Regions from separate parts of the Mus musculus genome. Here region 2 is linked to region 1. Evidence: chromatin contacts called from public Hi-C data. All regions are on one chromosome and are shown on one strand. The core of a region is the stretch at or near the end of the contact, and the rest is flanking DNA. Distances in the headings are between cores, read along the strand shown. Region 1 has its middle 190 kb from the start of Gm34244. Region 2 overlaps Gm4258 (a long non-coding RNA gene).

Region 1 (7,116 bases), core at 426-2,925:
CAGAGGTATAAAAACCTAAGAAATAGTGACCTGCCCAAATATCTGGGGAAGGGGAGCCGGAAGTTGTGAGGAGTCAGAGGGTAGAGGGATGATATTGGTGCTGAGGTGGCAGATAAAATGTGCCATTACCCATACAGCAGCTCATTCACAGATAAGACATTAGGATGCTTCAGCACCTAATAGTGACATGTCCTGTGTGCATGAGCAGACTTCATGTATAGGATCTCACTAAGACCTCCTGGCATTCCAATGCAATAGCTGTCCATGTCACTGCTCTCATTTTGCAGAGAGGAATGATCAGATTAAACCAGCTCTCAAGCTATGGGTCACGACCCCTTTGGGGGTTGCACATCAGATATGCTGCATATCATATTTTTACATCATGATTAATAACAGTAGCAAAATTACAGTTATGAAGTAGCAATGAAAATAATTTTATGGTTGGGTGTAACCACAACATGAGGGACTGTATTAAAAAGATAACATTAGGATGGTTGAGAACCATTGGACTCTTTCCTGACTCAATATTTTTTTTAAGAGGAGGGCCACCAGAGATTTATCTCTCTTTCTTTAGCTTTTAAAGATGTATTTATTTAAAATGTATGAATTTTTACCTACATATGCATACCGCATGGGTGACTGGTGTCTGAGTAGTCCACCTCACCTACAGTTGTAGTTGGATGTGAGCCCCCATGAGCCCTCAGCCTGAGTTGCAAGTGCTTTTAACTACCCATCTGTCACTCCAGTCCTGGGACTGAACAATCCCTCCTCCCCTTTGCCTTTAAGGGTGCTCCTCCACCCACTCACCCATTCCCACTTCACTGCTCTAGCTTCCCCCAATGCTGGGACATCAAAACTCCACAGTATCAAGGGCCTCCCCTCCCATTAATGCCAGATACGGTTATCCTCTACTACATATATATCTGGAACCATGGATCCATCCATGTGTACTCTTTGGTTGATGGTTTAGTCCCTAAGAGCTCTAGGTGGCCTGGTTAGTTGATATTGTTCTTCCTATGTGGTTGCAATCCCCTTCAGCTCCTTCAGTCCCTCCCCTAGCTCTTCCATTGGGGTCTAAAGGCTCAGCCTGATAATTACAGTAGAGCACAGTCTTCCGTGGCTCTCCCTCCTTACCTATCTCTGTCTTCATGTGCTACATCTCGCTTCTTGGCATCACACAAAAGGACACAAAAGGGTCTATCACTCAGAGGGTTAGAAGCTAATGTCACCCCAGATCCTGGTTCTCAGCTGTCCTTGATTTGTTTTACTCTACGTAGCTCGCATTACCTGGTTTCTGTCTATGTCAGAACTGTGAGAGAGGTTAAGCAGGACACATCTGAATAGTGTGTTGGGCTTTCGTAGATGATAGAAAATCAACTAGTCATAACACCATGTAAAACGAGAAGGCTTTAGTTCTTTTTTTTTTCCTGTTAATTCTTGTAACCTTTTCCCAACATATGCTGAAATGCCATGAGATCCAAAGCAAGTACTTACACCTGTAATCACATTGATTTCATGTCTTGCTGAGGATTCAATAGAGAAAGAAGCTTTTTCTGAGGTGGCTAATAAGCTCCTGGCAACATTGTCTTTAGATCAATGGAAAATATGCATAGGGACAATACATGCTTAAATTTCCTCCCCAATATGCTGTTGGAAAATCCCTTTGGTTTTCTTATTGGAAGAAGGTGCAGTTGCCTTGACAACCAGCTTCTGAACAGACTGCCTCTGCCTCCTTGTTCTACAGCTTGCTGTAAAAGTCAAAGTGTGATATTCTTACAAGATGCACATAAATTTACTAAGGAAGGGATTTCCAATTTGCATATGGTAGCTGTCAGATGCTAGAGAGACATCAGTAATTTATCAAAGGAGGACTGTAAACCCCCTCAAATGTACAATTATTCCTTTCTAAAAATGATCATCATTGTTTGTGAACTTCAAAGCAGGTCACTCCAGACTTACAGTGAGGATTCTCTAAGGACAGTAGCACTGGGAAACTATAGCCCCTTTGTGACAGTTCTCTCGTCAGTTACCAGGAGAAGTTTCAAATTGTTCAAGTTGGTTATGAGCATCCATGCGAATTCTTCCCGCTACACTTGCCTTTCCAGAATAGCCTTTCTACCTCAGGGAACGTCTGTGCAGTGAGGGGGAAAGGGAAGTAAATGGGATTGAGTTTGGCAGAGCTTTTCAAATAACTTGTTCAATTTCCTGAAATAGTGGGAAATCTGTCTAGCCTGTAGCCCTTGTCTGGAAGCACCCCATTCAACTTCCTTTGAGGACATGAGACTATGCATACTCTCCCCGCCCCCCATAGACACACTGCATGCTTATCCATATTCTCGAGAATGGCCTTTAAAACCTAATTTTTACACATATTTGGGACTTCATTTTGCCTTCAAATGTACAGTTCCTGGCAGTGTCATGAGTACACCACGATTAGCTGTGATCAAGGCTCTGCATTTAAATTCTTACCTGTAGATGGTTCGCTACATTTTTCCAGGAGAGTTTTAAATCTTAAATGAGTCTGCAGGGCACACACATGCTGCCAGCTGCCATCACTCACCTTGAGGCCTGACTCTGCCATCCCTGTCCCCCCTCACTGACAGCACAGCTTGCCCCCTGTATCCCTCACAGCACCTAACCTCTGTACTTGTTCCAAGTGTCTCTCATCAATTGCTTAGGTCAGATCAGTTTGTGCTGATTTAGCCAACCTGTTTCCCTTTACCAGTTTTCTTTTTTTTAAAATTTTTTTTATTACATATTTTCCTCAATTACATTTCCAATGCTATCCCAAAAGCCTCCCACACCCCCACCTCCCCTACCCACCCATTCCCATTTTTTGGCCCTGGCGTTCCCCTGTACTGGGGCATATAAAGTTTGCCTGTCCAGTGGGCCTCTCTTTCCAGTGATGGCCGACTAGGCCATTATTTGATACATATGCAGCTAGAGACAAGAGCTCCGGGGTACTGGTTAGTTCATAATGTTGTTGTACCTATAGGGTTGCAGATCCCTTTAGCTCCTTGGGTACTTTCTCTAGCTCCTCCATTGGGGGCCCTGTGATCCATCCAATAGTTGACTGTGAGCATCCACTTCTGTGTTTGTTAGGCCCTGGCCTAGTCTCACAAGAGACGGCTATATCACGGTCCTTGCACCAAATGCTTGCTAGTGTATGCAATGGTGTCATCATTTGGAGGCTAATTATGGGATGGATCCCTGGATATGGCAGTCTCTTGATTTTACCAGTTTTCTTATGTGGCTCTTGTTTTTGGAGATCATCTCTAAGCTTCTTATATTGGGCTCATGCAGGGACTAGACCACTGACCAAGGAGGGTACAGGGAGGGATCCATGGCTCCAGATACATATGAAGCAGAGGATGGCCTTGTCTGAGGGAGGGGAGGCCCTTTGTCCTGTGGAGGTTTGATGACCCAGTATAGGGGGATGCTGGAACAGTGGGACAGGGGTGGGTGGGTAGGTGATGGAGAACTCTCATACAGGCAAATGGGAGGGGGCAGAGGGTAGATGGCATGGGGGTGTTGTGGAGGGGTAACCAGGAAGGGGGATATCATTTGAGATGTAATTATTGGAATGGGATGGAATAATTAATAAAAATAATTAATAAAAAAGATCTTTCTACCTTGGACTCCCAAGTAGCTGGGAATATACGTATATACCACTAAAGCTGGCTTCTGTTACATACTTAATTAACTAAACTTGTACTTGGTTAATCTATCAGACTAATACATACTACTTTATATAAATATGCTGAAGCCAGACAGGAAGAAACTATAAATATGTTAGAATTTTGAGAAGACAGTTCAGAGTTCCCATCTGAGGTTAGCTAGTATTTATAATTCCTTGGCAAGCTTCAATGAACACTTGATTGTGAAATCAATTGAATGCAAAGCGTGCTTCTTATTTTTCCTAAAATGATGTTCATTTGATCCATCTCTTCAGTTACTGAGTGCAGGTAGTTCTAGCAGACTGATGGCCCTTATCAGGACATCCTTCAGGTCCTTCCAGCCATGAAGTTCACTTGTGATGTACAATGCACCATCAAGTTCTAAGGCCAGTGGAAGCCATAAGCTCACTCCTGGGACTAGAAGACCAAGGCCATGCTTTACAAAATCAGTTGTTAGAATCATGCAAGTACTCTGAGAATTGATTTTCTGAATGAACAGATTGTTGCCATGTTTATTAGAGATTATTAGACACAGGAGGTGCACACAGAGGCATACATACTGATCTTCAGAATGTTAGTTTCTTAGTTGTATATATTGTTTTTCTTGTCTCACAATCCCACATATTTTTTTTTGAAAATGTCACCACCAATTTATTCAAGGAGAAAAAGAATTGATTTACATCTTGTTTGCAATATTTAATGAAACTCTCTCTTCCTGGAAACTATTTCTTCAAACCACATCACACTTCCCTACTAACTGAGCAGTCATCTGGTCGAGCCTCATTGCCAGGGAACAGCTCACAGACACGTGACAGAAGATGCTAAGTAGGCTTTACCTCAGCTCCTAACTGCCTCATCAGTTGCTTCTTGGGACTCAAGGAAGAAAAGTGTCACCTCTGCCTGAGTGACAGATTCAGTGAGCTTCAGAATCCCATGACCTTGAGGATCAAATTCACAGATGTTCTTTTCATGGTAAGCTCTTCAGAATCTAACTTCCTCCAGATGTTTCTAGGATTCTCTTATGGAGAAAGGTCCTTTCGCTCTTTCCATTACTGAGAATGGACACCGCCCTCCCACTGATATGTAACTCATTTACCTGTTCCAGGTTTAGAGGAGAGGCAGGCCAGAGCCAGGGAAAGCTTTCCCTGTGAAAAAGGTTTTTAGTCTCATCTCTGTCTCCTTCATTGGAGTTTAGCAGATATGGGAGAGCAGACGGGTCTTTCAGTTGTGGACATGCACAGATTGCCAACAGAGATCTACCTGATGAAACATACGGGCTGACCTGACTACAATCAATGATGCACTGGACATTGTGGATTGCATCCCATGCTTTGCTCCATCAACTCATATTCTCATTGTAAATTCAAAAGGTGATGAAAAATGAGTTCAGAACCCTCTTAAATTTCCAATGCTTCACATTTCCCAAAGGAACAGGCTTCATGCACCCTGACGTTTTCATCCCTACAGAATTTCTTAAGTGTCTACCCAAACACACTTCAGAGAACTAGAAGAAAACAATCTTGCATTCATATGGAAACAAAGGACCCCTAATAGCCAAAGGTAATCCCAAGCAGTAAGAGAAATGCAGGACATGTCATGGTACCCAGGGTTAAATCACACTGTAGCCATAGTAACAAACTCTACAAGTTACAGCAATACAGATGGAAGGACTGGAAGAGATGACCAAGAAAGCAACTCATATCATCATAGCCAGCTAAGTTTAAGGTTTCAAAACTATTCATTGGAGTGTATGTCAGAGAAGATAGCATGTTTTAAACAAGTGGTACTGGGGAAACTGGGCATTTCCAAAGACTGAAAATTTAGCCAAATATCCTACTGTTACAATTTCAATATGAAATGTCTCTCATTGGCTCATATATTGGAACACTTACTCCCCAGCTGCAGGGGTGGAGGGAGCCTTTGGGAGATGGAGCCTTGATGGAGGAAGTCTGTCACTAGGGATGAGCATCAAGGGCTCATAACAGGGTCCCATTTCCTGTTCTCCATTCTTGAGTATATAGGCAATGTGATCTAGCCGCTTCCTCATTCTGCCATTGTGGTTTTCTTGCTTGTTCCCATGTCTTCTCTGCTGTGATAGATTTTTTTCCATTAAGTCAAAATGCATCCCTTTCCCCTAAGCTCTGTTGTCACAGTATTTTATCACAGCCCACAGAATAGAAGCTGCACCTTGCACAAATATAAATTCAAATGAATAAAAGGCTTCAGGGTTAGACTTGAAGCTTTGGCATTGATACAAGAAAACATAACAACAACAACAAGAAAACTCCATCAAGATCTAGGCATAGATTTTCTGAACAATCCTCTAATAACTAAGAAAATAAGTGCAAAATTCAATGAACAGGATTGCATAATATTTCAGATTCTGCACAGCAAAAGAAACAATTAACAGAGTGAAAAGACGGCATAAAGAATGGAGGTAAACACATATCAGCAATTCATTTGATTGGGTTATTATCCAAAACATGTAAAAAGTGGTCAATTAAAACTATGCAAATAATATGTAGCAGAAGATGGCCTAGTCGGCCATCAGTGGGAAGAGAGGCCCCTTGGTATTGCAAACTTTATATGCCCCAATACAGGAGAATGCCAGGGCCAAGAAGCGGGAGTGGGTGGGTAGGGGAGCAGGGCGGGGGAGGGTATAGGGAACTTTTGGGATAGCATTTGAAATTTAAAATGTATATAAAGAAAATATCTAATAAAAAAGCTATGCAAATAAAATGAACAGATAGTTCTCAAAAAGTGCAAATGTTCAGCAAATGTATAAGAAATTTTCAATATTTTTAGCCATGGAGAAATTCAAATGAATACTACATTGAGATTTTATCTCACTCATCAGGATAACTACCATGCAGACCACAAAAATAACAAATAGACGGATGGTTGTGGTGAACAGGGTAGGAAGAATCCTTGTATAGATTGGGGGGTGAGGGGATGAAAATGAATGCAGCTACTGGAAACCTGTAAGGAAATTCTTCAAAACTAAGACTAGAGATGCCATATGATCTAGCAATATCATTTTGGGGATAAATGTAAGGAATTCATATCAGTATAAAATGTAGACCCATACACATCAAGATCATCACCGCAATAGTTATGAATTGTAGAGTCACCTTAGTTGGTTACCATCAGATTAAAGGAAAAAATGTAATATATGCATGTATGTATATATGTGTATACATATGTTCATATATGTGTATAATATATATGTACATATATATGAATATATACTAGTGAATATATTTATATTTATCTATTAAAAAGAGTAAAATCATGTGCTGAAAATGAACATAACATTGGAGGTCATTGTGCAAAGTAAAACAGATTCCTAATAATAAATATTATTTATTTTCTCTCATTGAATTTAGAATGTTTAAGATATAAATGTAGAAGGCAGACTATTTGGGAAGATGAAGAAAAT
Region 2 (6,641 bases), core at 568-3,067, 360 kb after region 1:
ATGAATGATAAGAAATGAAAAATATTTTCCTTGATGTTTATTCATACTTTTTCTAACAATAATACTGGAAATAGAAGATGAGATATGTATGTATATATGTATATACATATGTATATACATAATATATAGTTCAATGAAGTTAGTTATATATGCTTTGAAAGTGGGTATCTACTTTGGTAGGCACCCATAATTTTTTTGTTGTTGTCAAGCTCATTTTAGGGATGTTGTGGTGCTAAGGCTTGAACCCAAGGCCTAACGTGTGCTAAGCACAGATTTGACCACTGAGCTATACTCAGACGCTCTTTTGGATAAATTCTTGACTCAAATCATTATCTTTATATTCATTTTTACAGTTAAAAGTACTATGTTCTAAGTATGTTTTTGGAATGGCAAACTGTGAGATACTGACATTATTTTGACATAAAATCTTAGAAGAAAAGTTGAACTCGTGGTGCACATTTTAAAAGCAGACAGAAATTAAGAAAGTAAATATCAATTATTGGTGCCACTGGAAAATCCTATAGAGGCTTTATAGCAGTGCAGGCCCTGGATTCAAGGTTATACTCATTATTTGGGATGGGGGACAGCCTAGTATGTAACAAATATATTGACAAATATAGAGATTGACAAATAAAGAGATGCTTTGTCATGAGCTACGTTCATGCAAATGTTTGAAAATTTATACATCTTAGGAATGGTAACGTTCATTAGGATTTTTGTGTCAAAATTATACAAATATCAAGATGGACTGCTAGAATTTACAGTTCTGAAAGTTGTGGTCTAAGCCACTAGTACATGAAGTCAATTTTTTACAAACTTTGGGAAAATTAAAGTTCGGATAGCTTACTGTAACTCTCTGTGAGTCAAACTTGTACTTCCATACATGAGACCGAGGACTGTCATCATGTCTTTAAGCATGTGAGCTATTCTCATATTAAATATTTTTCTTATTGACTTAAAATTGGAAAAGCCAATTACAAATATGAGTTCACTGCTCCAATTTGCCCAATTCTGCCTTACCCTGTGTGACTATGTTTAAAATCTTACGAGATCAAAACTATGACCTAACAATAGAAATGAGAGTAAAGTGCCATCTAATGTTTTACTTTATAACTAGCTACAGCTTATCTTTACCATCAGAACCACGGAGTTGATTTAATCATGAATCAGAGCCAGGCTATAGAAAATAATGGAGAATGGGATCACGGGGATTATTAAATTAAATTGGGATTGAAATTCTTCATCATTCATACTAAATAATCAAGAAACAGTTTTAAATAAGGGTGATAGTTCTCAGCTACTTCTATTTTCCTCTTTTCTGTAGTACCATTGGCTACTAAGCAGGTCTTGATTCTGTGAGGGTCAAGGCCGATTAAAAGTATTTAATGCAACAATAACGCCACATCTCATTAAGCTAAGTGAGTGTTAGTAGTTTTCATTTTTGCAAGTTTGTGGTTGAGATTCCCATTCTGATTTTGCTTCATGAATCCTAATTTTCATTTTGGTTAAAAAAAAAAAAGTCCAGGAAAAATTATGGACAGTTACGGAATCTTTGCAGCTGTACAAAATGTCTGCCCTCACGGTGTCCCTTTCCTGTCCTGTGAAACGTAGCAATGACTCTGTGATTGAGATCCAGTGGAAACCCAGGTCCCCCTTCAGCTCTCCCTGGACACTGTTTGTACTGGTTTTCTTGCTTAGGAGCCTTCTCCAGCTTAATCTTTCCTGTACAGTAGACGCCTCCCATCCAGTATGCTGTGCACCCAGCCATTAGTGCTCACTGACAGTTAGCCTCATCTTTCATTGAGAGGCTTATGGATCATACCCATACCAGTCCGCTCTTGTGTTTTCTAATTTTATATCCTTAGCTGTAAAGGAAGTGGTGCTATACGAATAGATGGGAGGATAAATATAGGGGCTCATGCAGATGTCTCTGGCATTCTGAAAATCTGCAATGTCGTAAATAACAAGCCACTGAATTTGCCTCAGCTTCTCTCACATCTAGCTCCTGCAGTGAGCCCACCTCCAAATGGAAGGCTTCTCTCAGTTACTAAGCTCAAGGTGGATGCCCAGTTTATTCTGTGTTCTCCCTTTGACCAACTATATTTCCTGGAGGAAAAGCATTGTTTAAAAGAAAATAAAGGTTAAAGGAGAGATAATAAAGCATGCAGCCATGAGATTAAGCCAATAAAATTATCAGGACAGACTGTGTCACCTAACCTGAAGTTAGAAGAGTCTCCAAATTTAGACATTTTCAGCACTCATATGCACATATAGAAACTCATATGCAAATTTAACTTCTTTGTGATAGTAAGTGGAAGAAAGGCAATTCCTTTTAAGGTTTTGTTTTTTTGTTTTTGTTTTTTCAAAATAAAGTTACATTTTTTTATATTTCTTATTTTTTATTAGATATTTTGTTTATTTACATTTCAATGCTATCCCCCTTTCTAGTTTCCCCTCTGAAAATCCCCTATCCCCTCCCCCTGCTCCCCAACCCACCCACTCCCACTTCCTGGCCCTGGCATTTCCCTATACTGGGCATAGAACCTTCATAGGACCAAGGGCTTCTCTCATTGATGACCTACTAGGCCATCCTCTAAGTGTCCATTTAAGTCTACCACAGTGGACTATGCATGAAAGACACACTTTTTTGCTGACTGTGAAGTTTGATCGTCTTGATCCATTAGTCATTCATCAGAATGTTATTCAAAACGTCTTAGGCAAATAGGAATCCCTCAGCCAGCACTCTGCCTTGGAAACACTCAAGGCACCTCTTGTCCTGGAAAGGGTTACAGATGTAAGCTAACGTGGCATTCATTGGTTAATAGGGGGATGCAAAGGGTTAAATTTTTAAATCTTTGCAAAGGGGTGGGGGGAGTCTCTAGAAGATAAAAACAAAAAACCAACCAACCAACCAAACAAACAAACAAACAAACAAACAAAACCCTAAACTAAAACCCGAGGCTAAGCTGCCAGTGATTTGGTGGTATTTATGGATTATACTCCATGTTGAAAAGAGAAAAATCAGATGTAAGATGACGCTGCAGGGGGCGTCTGGACTTTTCACTAAGTCTGAAGTCTGTTTAGTCGATGCTTATTAAGGCTTGGCTTTGACCTTTGCCCCCTTCACTCCTCTTTGTTCCAGGTGCAACATTTGTGCAAGTGCTTGAACATTATGGGTCACTCTGAGCAAACTTCCAGTCCTGAATGAGCAAAATATGCTGAATGTTAAAAAATACACAGTCGTTATGGGAACATTTTCCAAAGCTCTATAAACTTAGACACACTTCCTTTGTAGTTTATAAGCAGTGAGTATGGCCGTTCTTTAAGGTATAACTGAATCTAAAACACATTACTACAACCTGAATCTAAAACACATTACTACAGTATAATTGTAATATGTTTGTGAGGATATCTAAAATAGCTATTTCTACCCAAACCACATCTCTTGGTAGGAAGTATAGATATTTTTGTTTAGGTATTTCTTTGAAACATATACATGCTCTAAACATACTTTTACATTGCCTACTCTTAAAAGATTAATTTTATTTTATAACATGGAACTAAAGGATATATATATATATATATATATATATATATATATATATATATATATATCCCAAACAATAGCATTTTGGAAAACTTTTAGCTATGAGAGTTTTATAAATTATAGTTATGTGCTTATGTCATATTTGATAAGTGTCGATAATTTAAGAGAAACAGACAGATTTACGCGTCTAAAATCTAATGATTAATTGCCTGGATGAAACATGAGATGGCTCCAAACTCAAACATAAAACAAAGAAAGTTAGGTAGGTATTAAAAACTATATTTAAAAGATTTAGAATGTATTTTATTTTTTTGAAAAAAACAGTCTTTACTTAGCAGGCAGCATTCTACATGATCTAAGTTCACTTACTTTAAATGTATTTTTGAAGTTTAAACAAAATTAAATCTCTAATTTTTGACTAAAAACGACTTTAAAATTTCATTGGTGTAGTCATATACAAATCTTCCTTATGGCTAGAAAAATATAGAGCAGACTTCATTTTAATTTTAAACTATTTCAAACTACACAGGAAATTCATGGCAAAATAATATTTAGATTTATGTTCCTACTTCAAAGATTTACAAATTTTAGTATGTTGTTTTATTTATTCCAAACAATTAAGGGGGGAAACACACAGATTTTCCTCTGACTGCAGAATAGAGTCCTGTCCTCTAGTTGGTTGCACATCTTTCATATCTGCATTATCATAGTTTAGTCCATTATATGTCAGAAGCTGTTAAAAAATGAGACATCACATGTAAAATTCCTAGTTAGCCCACTTAAAATTCATCTTAAAATCAAAGAGGGGGGAATGATTGCGATGCATTCTTCCTTTATGTATAGAATTTGGTAACTATTGTGGTAAGATATTGAAAGAGTTTTCTTCTGGTCTCCACTAACTTGGATGGCAGATACTGAGAAAGCCTACATCTTTCTTCTCTTTCTGTGGAGCCTGTGCAAGTCAATACTTTATACTGTGTCTTCATGTTGCCTAAGGTGTGGGTAACAAGGCTATGACATCATGTTTTAGCATCCTGTTTACCACATTCCCCTGCTTTTATAAAGGACCATTTATTAGAGTCATCTCCTTGCATCAACGGACTCACCTTCCACACTCCACAAGCCGTTTGTAATGATGCTTTATTTTAAAATACTCTGACAAACTCTTAGAACTATACTCAGCTTGGTATTTGAAGGAAATTCAGTAAATACTGCCATGGAAAGGAATACTAACATTTGCATTATATTTTGGTTTCTTCTTTTTGAGTTACGTGCTGACCTTTAAGAGAAGAAATGAATGCATTTCTGAAAATTTTTCCCATTTGTATGTGTTATCAGAGATTTGCATTAACCGTATGGTGGTACTTTCTGACACAGACTTGTCAGGGATCTTTCTGCACCTAGCCATTAGAGCATAAACCTGCGTCATCACTTAATGTCTTCTCTTATACAAAATCTAAGGAGAACATTAATACACATAGGGAAGATGAATTGGTTTCTTTTGTAGATTCCCTAGTAAATAAACTACATGGGAAAAAGTACATGAGGACATATCTGTAGTAATTTACAACTTAAGCCCAAAAATCTTAACACTTATATGGAACAGACATATAACTGAGGTACCTGGCTCAGATACTTAAGGTGGGTGTTTGTGCAGACTGTATTTGGTGTCCATTTATAAACTGCATGTTATCACAACATTGGGTAATTAGTATCCAGTAATAAATTTTGACTCAAGACAATGGCCTCACATGACCCAGAGAAGAAAATGAGGCATATGAAAGGCTCCATTCTTTTCTATCTTCTATTCTATTCAGGGTTTATCACAAGCTTATAATCACTGATTTTATTTATGCGAGATGTGCAGGATAATACAGTGTTTCTTTTAAAAGCATATTATTGATGCACAACAAATCTTAGATTATTTTAGGTACATTTTATAGATAAAACCATTTAGTCAAACATCACTTTTTTATTATACAGTACATTAAAAAGTATAGACATCGGCTCTCATCTTATTTTATCCTAAGACTTACAAATGTATGTGCTATCATTTCAATGAGGTTTTTCTTTTGTTTGTTATCTTTGGCTACTCATATTCATTAGCTACCAGTACTCTTCCACTGCAGATAATTACATAGTCAGTGTCACACACACACACACACCCTGGTTAATTCATTAACAGTTTTTCAGAATCCTCATGTCTGGTTCTCATTATGCTTATTCAACAACTAAGAAACACCTTGGTTAAGGACCACGAAAGGTTGTTTCTTTGGAAATGCTGACTCTCTATGGACCTGGATGGTGTAGTGATTCCCTATGGACCTCTTGTTTCCTATCAGTGAATGACAACGACTGAGCTAGATCTCCAAGATGTTTACAAATCTCTAGGCTAGTACAGTTAGACCTCTCACTGTCTGATGACTTCCCAGCTCTCAAAATAATCTATATGTTATACAAATATTCTATCCTTTTTAAATACAGACTCACATTTATATAATATTGTCTGCTTTCATTTATTTTGCTCTTAAACATGTCACTGGACTGTAGGTGTCTTCTGGGGAGCATCTTTCCTTGACCCTACTGCTTTCCTGAGAATGTGTGTCATCTGTGAAAATATCTATTTTGTTGATGAAGTGATGAAAACTTGTCACTCACAGGTAAAGATTCTGTTGAGAAGGAATCCCTCTCCAGAACTCTCTGATCATCTGGGAATACTCAGTAGCATTGCAGGGAGGGACAGTGCTTAACTGCTATCATTGGGAAGTCATGGTTTGACCCAGGGCTTCCCAGGTGCTGAATTACATGGTAATAGGAAGAATCAAATAATGAATATTTTCTCAATGTATTATGAAATGTACGAGGTTTTAATTTTGGCACTGGCACTATTTTTATTATAGGGAAGCTAGTCCTTGAGTGAATGATGAGAACTTTGCCAAGTTTTTACTGTGAATTTTTGCAAATGGGAACTTGCTCAAATTCCTTGTTTGTGAGCAGCTTGCCTTGTAAAGTCTGTTAGTTCAGACTATGTGTGAGGTCACCCAACTTAACAGCAGTAATGGACAAAATGACCACGGAGATTTGAACTTAGAGT

Evidence for each region. A called contact is a pair of places that touch in the nucleus more often than the background predicts.
Region 2: a contact with region 1 is called in a Hi-C map of cortical neurons, with 1.6 times the contacts expected there. The contact joins two enhancer-like sites. A contact is called at or near these places in 2 of 15 datasets of contacts at CTCF or cohesin (large pre-B cells and pro-B cells), 4 of 484 Hi-C or Micro-C datasets (cerebral cortex, cortical neurons, myocytes and 1 more) and 17 of 115 datasets of contacts at active chromatin or transcription factors (the 230-238 cell line, DN3 thymocytes, the SCID.adh cell line and 12 more).

What each region holds. Positions count from the first base shown.
Region 1 is chr1:137,544,181-137,551,296 of GRCm38.p6, forward strand. No RefSeq gene overlaps it. Among named protein-coding and RNA genes, the nearest start is that of Gm34244, 190 kb to the left of the region's middle. Within about 2 kb of position 1,676, at least 14 of the 459 cell types and tissues checked have an H3K27ac peak or open chromatin away from gene starts, as enhancers often do. A contact at or near this core is called in cortical neurons, where this site is marked.
Region 2 is chr1:137,903,979-137,910,619 of GRCm38.p6, forward strand. Gm4258 (a long non-coding RNA gene) reads left to right here. Exons shown (of 3, transcript XR_003948014.1): 2 at 1-6,641. Among named protein-coding and RNA genes, the nearest start is that of Gm4258, 8.8 kb to the left of the region's middle. Within about 2 kb of position 1,818, at least 17 of the 459 cell types and tissues checked have an H3K27ac peak or open chromatin away from gene starts, as enhancers often do. A contact at or near this core is called in cortical neurons, where this site is marked.